Linked DNA regions of Gossypium raimondii: region 2 is linked to region 1. Evidence: chromatin contacts called from public Hi-C data. All regions are on one chromosome and are shown on one strand. The core of a region is the stretch at or near the end of the contact, and the rest is flanking DNA. Distances in the headings are between cores, read along the strand shown.

Region 1 (4,469 bases), core at 973-3,472:
AGGCCATAAAAATACTTCAAATTCGGCTTCCTTTTAAAGAGACAGAGACAGAGATCATTTGCTCACCTCCCGTGATAGAACCTCATCAACATTAGACCTCAATGACTGCAGTACAGATGAAAGCTCCAACTTCAAGTGCTCAAGACGATCTCGTATTTCATTGTGATTAATATCTTTTCCAGAAGCACGTGACTCTTTTCTTCTGTCTAGTTCATTGGATTTATTTCTTATTTCAAGTGTCCCATATCCTGAAATATCTGTTTACCATTTCATTCCGTTCGAAAATTTCAGCAGTTGAACTAGTGCAAATAGATGCATATCATATCAAAATTTAAGACATGAAACAACAGAAAAAAACGGATGGACTACCTTCAAATTCCTTGCCAGCAATTCCTGCTCTTTGAAGGCTCCACTCTCTCCATGTTGGATTTCTTAAACCATCAATGCCTGATAGAGGCTGGTCCTGAATAAACTTGGCCGTGGTATCATTGCCTAGGCCAGAACTGCCACTGAATGACATAAGTTTTCTTCTATGAGGACCACCAACTGTCTTTTACAACATAACAAATACAAAAAAGTTACAATTAGGATAAATTCCACACCAAGAGGCTGACGATAAAATGAAAACAAAAAGAATCAAGGTTAAAATGAGTGGGACAAAGATAACAGTTGGGGAGACATAATTGTCCTAAAAAAGTTATTAAAAAAAAATCTTTTTTCATATAAAGTAAAATATGAAACCAAAATAAGCTGAAAAATTATACAGGGATGTAAGAAAGATTTCAAAACTAATAAACTCAATGTACCACATCTGTTGAGGCTTGGACAAGAGACTCTTCTTCAGTACAGTTAGTTTGGGGACAAGTATTGTCACCTTTGTCTCTGAAACCAATCCCAAAATTCACATTCCTTTCTCTCTCCAAGCGACTCAGAATACCCTCAACGCCACAATCATCCTTAGCTGCTACTTCTCTGAACAAACCAAAACTTTTGTCAAAAACCTACCCAGGACACAGAACTCCCAGGACTCCAGCATTCTCCCCTTTCCTCTAATTTCAAAAGGAGATAATTGGTTTGCAGGAAAAAGTATAAACTCATTCAAGGCAACACATTTATCTTAGCAGTTGTGTTTATATATCCCAAACATCACAAAAATATAAACACAAGATTGATTCTTTTAACATCATAACGCAATCAATTTCAAATAATATCTCACAAGCAATATCAAGTCCAAGCAAATCACCTTTTACACAGCAATGAAAGATTAAACATTTGTAACAATTCGTTCTAAACACGGGAATGGTAAACTACAAAGAATAAATTTCAACAAGGCATTCGAATAACAAGTGCAATAACTAACTTTTCCACACAAGAAAAATAAAAATACATTAAGCAAATAAAATCCCAAGAATTAAAGATCTCACAGTGATCTACCAGACGAGGAGGTTGAGCTGGAAGAATTAACAGCCAAATAAGAAGCCCCACTAATTTCAACTTCACTTTGAGCCCTTTCTTGAAAAGTCTGGTTATCCCATTTCTTCTCCTTCTCCAGAAGGTCCCAATCCTTAACACCAGCTTCTGGGAACCCTTTTTCTTGAAATCCATGTTCATCATCATCATCCAAGTCCCAGCCCATAGCAAGCCACCCTCCTTGTCTCTTAATCCCCTCAACCAGATCCATCCTCCCAGCATCAACCAGCTCTTTCTTGCTTGGAAAAGCCTCAGGTTTGTCACTATTTTTCATGAACTCCAATATATCTGCCTCCAATGCTAAATCCCCGTCGTTGTCCCACCCTTTCTTGCAACAACAAGACCACCAAGAAACCCTTTTCTTATCTTCCCCAAACACCAACCCGCGAACAAGATTCAGCTTCAGAGACACCGAATTCCCTTTGTTCCCTGGGTTAATCCCGCAGAAACAGGATGGGAAAACCCGAGCACGGAAGTGCGTTAAAAACGAATGAGGCGAGACAAAAGTATAGGTGGAGGAGGTGAAGGTGGCCATGATTCTGGCATTTCTCCAAACACTTGCTGACGGTAAAAAAGAAAAAGGAAACAGAAAACTAATTAAAAAGATTCCATCTTCAGGTATCTTAGGCGTGTAGAGAGGGAAGAGGGGGAAAGAAATGATACGAAGAAATCAATAAAAGGAAAAGGGTAAAGGAGAGAGAGAGGGGGGATTAGGCAAGAAACGAACAATACTACCGAAAGGCGTAACCTTCATTTAATGCGGAGGTGGTGGAGCACCGTTTTAGATGTATTTTGGGCGGGCAAATTTTCACTAATAATCTATACTTTTTACTACTTCAACTCCATTTTCTTTTAATTAATTCTTCCCCTTTTTTCGAAATTTTTGGGATGAAACATTTTCTTCTTTTCAAGTGGATCAAATATATTAACCCTTTTCCCACATTGCTAATCTCTTACTATGCCATCATATATTGTGTATTTTTATTTAATAATGACTAATTTGACCAGAATATTTATTTAGTTATATAATTTTATTTTTACACATAAGTATCAGATAAGTTTTATACTCATAAGTTGAATAAATTTTATTAATAAATTAATTTAATACAATAAATATTTTAATACAATTGGCATGCCAATAGGGTCATATGTAGAAATTAGTTTAGTTAGTTGTTGAGTAGTTAAGAATTAGTAATGACTTAGTTGCATGGTTAGGTAGCTAGCTAAGTAGTATAAATAGACACATTTTAATTTAATTCAGTGGTGAATGAAGATTTTGATGCATTCTTTACATGGCAAGTATTGTATCTTTGACATGCTATCAGTCCCAAGTTTCGATCTTTCTCTTGGTCTCCATGGCTGATTTCTTCAATCTTGATTATTTTTTCCTTGCGGGTTACTCGTTCGTATAAGGCCTGGTTGTTTTTTATTGGACCTTGCTATTGGGCCATTCTGTTTTGCTTTTGGGTTTTCCTCTGATTTGTTTCATTTTCTTTCTTTTTGCGTTCTCAATAATGGCGTCGTTGTCTCTCAGCCATGGATTCTACAGTCATCAATTTCACACATCCTCTTTAACTGCATTCATCTGATATGCCGAGAAGTCTGCTTGTTTCTCACCACCTAACTGGTCTCAAGAATTATAGCCTTTGGAGTTTTCAATGCGAATCATGTTGTTGGTGAAGAATAAATTAGGGTTTGTCGATGGAGATTGTGGTAGAGATGATTTTGATGTTTCTCTTCATTCCCAATGGGATCACTGTAATGCAATTGTTCTTTCTTAGATTCTCAATATTGTCAATACTGAGCTTTCGGCAAGATTAGACTTTGCCTCGAGTGTAACACTTGTTTGGCAATATTTGAGAGAACGTTTTAGTAAGATTGATGGTTCACGGATTTTTTTCCTCCATTGTGATATCGCTATGCTTACTTAGGGAGAAACTTCTGATTTTGCATACTTAACGCGGCTCAAGCTTTTGTGGGACGAGTATGCTGCGTTAGTTCCAATTTCTTCCTGCAATTGTGCGAATTCACAACAGAATTTGCAACATGTTCTTCAATAGCGCTTGTTTCAATTCTTAATGGGACTCAATGAGACATATTCTACAATTCGCAGTCAGATTCTCCTTATGCAATCGCTTCCATCTGTTAATCAGGCGTATTCTATGACTGTTCAAGAAGAATCACAGCGGAGCTACTTATCTAGCGTCTTGCCCATTTCGAATTCTACTGCTATGTTTTCAAATTATTTTAGTGCTTTTGTTGCTCGTCGTGGTCAATTCAATAGGACATGTGATTACTGTAAGCTTAAAGGTCACAAGCATGAACAGTGTCATCGCCTCATTGGCTTTCCCCCTGATTAATTTACAAAGCGTAAGAATGTGCAAGCAGTAAAGATGGTCAATTCTAATACCCCTGATAGCTCCCCTCCTGATTCAGGATCGTTGAATTCTCCCATGCCAGCTCCTGTTTTCACCACTCAGCAATATAATCAAATTTTTGGTATACTAAACAAAGGACCAATGTCTAAGTCTGCTACTGATCTTACAGGTATAGTTTCTCGATGTTTACCTGTTTCTGGTTCCCTTACTTAGATTTTGGACACTGGTACGATAGATCATACGTTATTTAATCTTTAAAAATTGAATAACCCTGTTTCTTGTGCTTTCACTTCATAGTCTGTTCATCTTCTCGATGGTAAAACTCTCCCAATAACACATATTGGCTCTTTTTCTCTTGATTCTAATCACACTTTACATAATGTTCTATATGTGCCAAATTTTACTCATAATTTGTTTCTTGTTTCAAAAGTAACCCATAAGTTACATTGTGCCAACATTTTCTATCTGATTTTTATCTTTTTTAGGATTTCTCCATTGGAAAGGTGATGGGGATTGGTAAGAAACAAGGAGGTTTATATGTCTTTGAGTCATCTTGTTTGAATTCTAGTTTGTTTTAACAATGTACTTCTATTTTGCATATGTCATGTGCTGCTGTTTCAC
Region 2 (4,469 bases), core at 1,376-3,875, 250 kb before region 1:
CAAGGATGCCTTCTGCATCTACTATAGAGCAAAATGGAAAACAAATGATGTTGCAGGCAACGACGTTTAAATTATAAACCAGCAGCGGCTGAATGTATAAACTGGCACCTAGTCCCAAAGCTATGAAATCAACGACCCTTGTTAACTTGCTAAGATGTTTCTTTCAGAGCCTTTGATATGGCTCGAATTGTGGATGGAGTTGTCCGACAGCAACCCCCAATAACTTTAGCTCCTTGGTTGCGCCATCTTGGTGCACATAACTCAAATTCTTCATCACCAAAGCACATTGATGGCTGCATGGATGCAACATGTTTTTGCTTTAACTAATAATTGCAGAGAGTGACTGCTAAAGCATGTGTAAACTAATGGACTTACCAGCCATTTCTTTGCTCTACCATCCCATATGGCCCCGCTATTTGGATAAACGACGATTGCCTTGGTTGTCAACTGGAACAGCGTGCAGTTACAATTAGAATCATTAGTTTATTACTTTCTCTAAGATTTATCTGACTGTTGCTTGAAGGAATTTACCTCCTTAAATTTGCAGACAAGGCTTTCAATAAAATGGGGAGATGCACAATTTATTCCAACTGCATTCACTTTCTTGCTCTTGTTTAATATCTCAAAGCACTCCTTAAAACTCTCTCCAGATGGGGCATTCTCACCATCTACAGAACTGAAGCAGATCCATGATGGAATTTGAATGTTTTCTTCCTCAAGCAACTCAACACAGGCCTGCAATTGGAGACAGAAAGAAGCTGTCACACTGTGAAGGAAGAATCCAGCCAAGGAAAATGGATATAGAACATTGTTAAGAGCATTAGAACACAAAGGCATTTTACACTCTACCGCAGCTTGATAAGGGGGAGGTAAAATTAGATTTCTACACTCTGAATGAAAATTTCAAACAAAATGCGTGCAACAGTCAGTCATGGATCACGGATTGCTAATTAACCTTTGCACCCACTGTGCATTATACATGCACCACTCGTCGCTGCTCGGTTTTGATTAGGAATAGATCAGTGATCACTAGAAACTTGAAAAGCTAATGAAGAATGTAACTTCCTACATGTAAAGTGTACATGAGAAATGAAACATGAGGAAGAACAAACCTGAGCTTCAAGTTTATTGGGAATGGTCTCAAAGGCTAGCAAATCTGGACCTGCTTCAACAATAACTTGTAATCTGCGCCGGTGAAAATCTTTCAGCTTATCCAGGTTTACTCCCGGTCCATAGCACCCACTGAAGGAAAAGACAGAGCACATGCAGACAATGTAATCATGTTAAGCAAATGAAAGATGTGTGATATCTAAAAGATTTTGAAAATCTTTACAAGTTATACAAATTCCCCGAACCTGTATTCCGATCCATCAGCCAGATATGCTCCATAACTTCCAATTGAGGCTGCTACCAAAGCTCGGTTGTAGCTATTCCCAGGAACACATCCGACACGGTCCCAAAACTTATCACGGGCTTCCACTGCCAATTTGACACTCTTCTTTAGTAATGACTCCCCTTCTTCAAGGGATAGTCCCCGGGAAAGGAATCCAGGAATGGTAGCCTGTAATATAAATTGGAGTAAACTATGAGATAGAAAATTAGGAGAAAAACAGGATATTCAAGGTCAACTGATAAACTCCAGTTGTTTTTTGGTAGCAAGTCATAATCAATTTCAAGAAGATAACAATTGTTTTCTTCAGCCATCAAGTCTGGAATGTGTGAATAATTATAATTAAAATTGGGTTTATCATTTACCATATAATCTCAAATAAATTACTCTTCCTAATATGAAGGCAGGCAAGTTTCTACAAAGATATGTTGCTTGTTTCCAAGGAATCAATCATTGCAGATGAACGTATACAGATGATAACTACATTATTTTCTGTCTGGTTCGTTAATGAGCCAAACTTAGGGAAAAATCAGAATACTTTCCATGAATTTTCACAAGAAAGTGGTGGACCTATTGCATAGAAAAAGGAAACATTTAGCTCCTATCCATTTCACCATATCCATATTGTGAATGTATGAAAGGCAGAAGATCACACATTAGCCTAACAAATCAAGTCATTCGGCTGAATCTGAAAAACACTAATAAACAAACCTGGTAAGATGAAGTAACCAAGATATCTGCACCAGCCTCCAAATACTCAAGATGAACCTGAACATATGAACACGTTGATTCAAAATCTAAAACCAAGTCTCGAACTTTATACCCTGTTTTTGACATGGAGTCATTTGCAAAACAGCAATGTACATATTTTCCAACAAAGCTGAATAAGAAAGAAGACCGAAAGGTACCTGCTTGATAAGGTGAGGGTCTTTGATCAAGCAAAGAGCGCTCCAAAGTGGGTCATTAATGGAAGCACCATGACTCTCAAGCTGAGTAGCAAAACCCCCATCCATCACAGCACAGCCTCCAGCTTTTTCTATCAAATCTTCCAACAATGAAGTTCCCTTCTCAAAACCCATATTTTTTCTTTTCGTCGGTGTATGATGCAGAGTAGCGTGTTCTTAGATAGATGGAGAAAGAGCAAAGCTTTGTTGGCGCTGGTAATAAAAAGGTTTTGGGTTGTTATTTCTGCTCTACCCAATATATTGGTGTTTTAAGAAACAATAAACCAATAGGGTTTTTCATTTGGCGTTGGTCATTTATAGCTTCGTTGATCATCATGATCATGGACTTTTTACCTATTTTAGTTTGTAATATACCTACCTACCTACCACCAACCAACCTTTCTTATTACAATTTATTCAACATTTTTATTTTTTACCATATGCTTTCTCTCTTGGTCAAAAATTCCATCTACATACATGCTTTGCTTCCCTCTTTTTAATTTAATGTTTTGAAAATGATTACTTTGAGTTTTTTAGTTTTAACCATTTCCATACCATATTGGCCAATATTCCATCTAGATACATGAAACAAGAGGTTTTGTTCTCTCTCCTTCAAATAACCCAATCAATTTTAATTTTGATTTTTTGCCATTTCCATACTCTCTAGCCCAACATTCAATCTAGATACATTAAGCAAGAGGCTTTGCTCTCTCACTTTGGAAGGGGAAAAAAAATCAATCCCTTTTAATAAAAAAAACAATGGGTTTTACTCATTAGTTTCATTGTATAGGCACTTTACATTTCCTAATGTTTTGTAGTATATCATGTATGGAACCAAATATCAATTATTAAAAAAGATTTAGTATTCACTTTCCCACTTTGCCTTCATGCAAATAATGCATAAATGACAATATAAAAATATATTTACATTAAAAGAAATAACTATTATTTATACTTATATCAAACAATAAATTTACATATATTAAAATTGTTATAAAATAAAAGAGAGAATAAAGAACAAAGAGAATGAGAGAGCAAAAGAGAGTATATTTTATTGATCAATCGAATATATACAAAGTTTCTCCAAAGTCTCTATTTATAGGCATAAGAAGTATAATGAAGTAGAGATCTTCTTCTAATGACTATTAGAATTTAAAGTATATCAAAATTTATCTAAAAATCCTGTAGGAAAAAAATTCTTAGTGAAGGAAAAATAGTACACATATCTATAATATGCATAATATGTTGTTTCACTAAAAATCTTAACAGAAAAACCCAATGGGACAAAACCTCAGTTAAGGGAAAAAGAGTTCAGCACGTATTTACTCCCCCCTCATGAAAATATCACATAATATCTCATATTCTATGTATTCAATCTTGAATACTAGCTTTCCAAATGACCATTTGAAAGTATTTTCTAAGCATTTATATCAACATTCTTTTGAAAGTCATGAGTGAGGGAAAATTTGGGGAAATATATTTTGATCTCCTTAGGAGTTTCAACAATATCATAGCAAACTTTAATCATAATTCTTCTATAAAAATACAAATAGGTATTTTGGATTATTTTATAATCCTCTTTCAACTATTATTAACTAAGTCAAATTTACCACATATGTTCAATTATTTCAATTCATATAAGTGAACAATTTCCTAATAATTTCAATATGCTTCTAGCATTCTAAATCCTTCAAGGATTTTAATATAAACTTTACTATATAGTGATTCATGAAAGGTTATAACAACAACCATTAGACATAAATTAAATATTTTATGAACCGTTAGTTCAATAATATATCTAAAAGTTATTGCATCCACCACAAAAATATTATATCTTTTCAAAATCAATGTCGGGACTTAGCAAAAACTTTAAATTTTATTCCATTTTGCAAAACTACTTCATTTGCACCTTTACTAGCTTTATACCTTTAGATATTTAGACTACTGGTCCAAAAACTCAACAAATTTAATTGTACTTGAGTTGCATCTTTCTATTTTAACCAATTTATTCTATATCTATATTTCTCAATAGATTTATTCAAGACCCTCATTTTATTTCATTATTTCAACAATAATATTACATGCAAAACCATTATCGACCACTTTTATTATCGGTTCAATAATTTCTCAAATTG

What was found. A called contact is a pair of places that touch in the nucleus more often than the background predicts.
Region 2: a contact with region 1 is called in a Hi-C map of leaf, with 2.8 times the contacts expected there. The contact joins the promoter of LOC105794739 here to the promoter of LOC105794734 in region 1. A contact is called at or near these places in 2 of 2 Hi-C or Micro-C datasets (both in leaf).

What each region holds. Positions count from the first base shown.
Region 1 is chr3:54,133,384-54,137,852 of ASM2569854v1, reverse strand. It overlaps LOC105794734 (protein PTST homolog 2, chloroplastic), which reads right to left and starts at 2,222. Exons shown (of 8, transcript XM_052628537.1): 1 at 1,425-2,222; 2 at 875-972; 3 at 370-546; 4 at 67-257. The coding sequence starts at 2,005.
Region 2 is chr3:54,384,695-54,389,163 of ASM2569854v1, reverse strand. It overlaps LOC105794739 (homocysteine S-methyltransferase 1), which reads right to left and starts at 2,625. Exons shown (of 7, transcript XM_012624043.2): 1 at 2,299-2,625; 2 at 2,102-2,158; 3 at 1,356-1,561; 4 at 1,113-1,242; 5 at 532-735; 6 at 376-447; 7 at 1-293. The coding sequence starts at 2,469. The coding sequence ends at 150.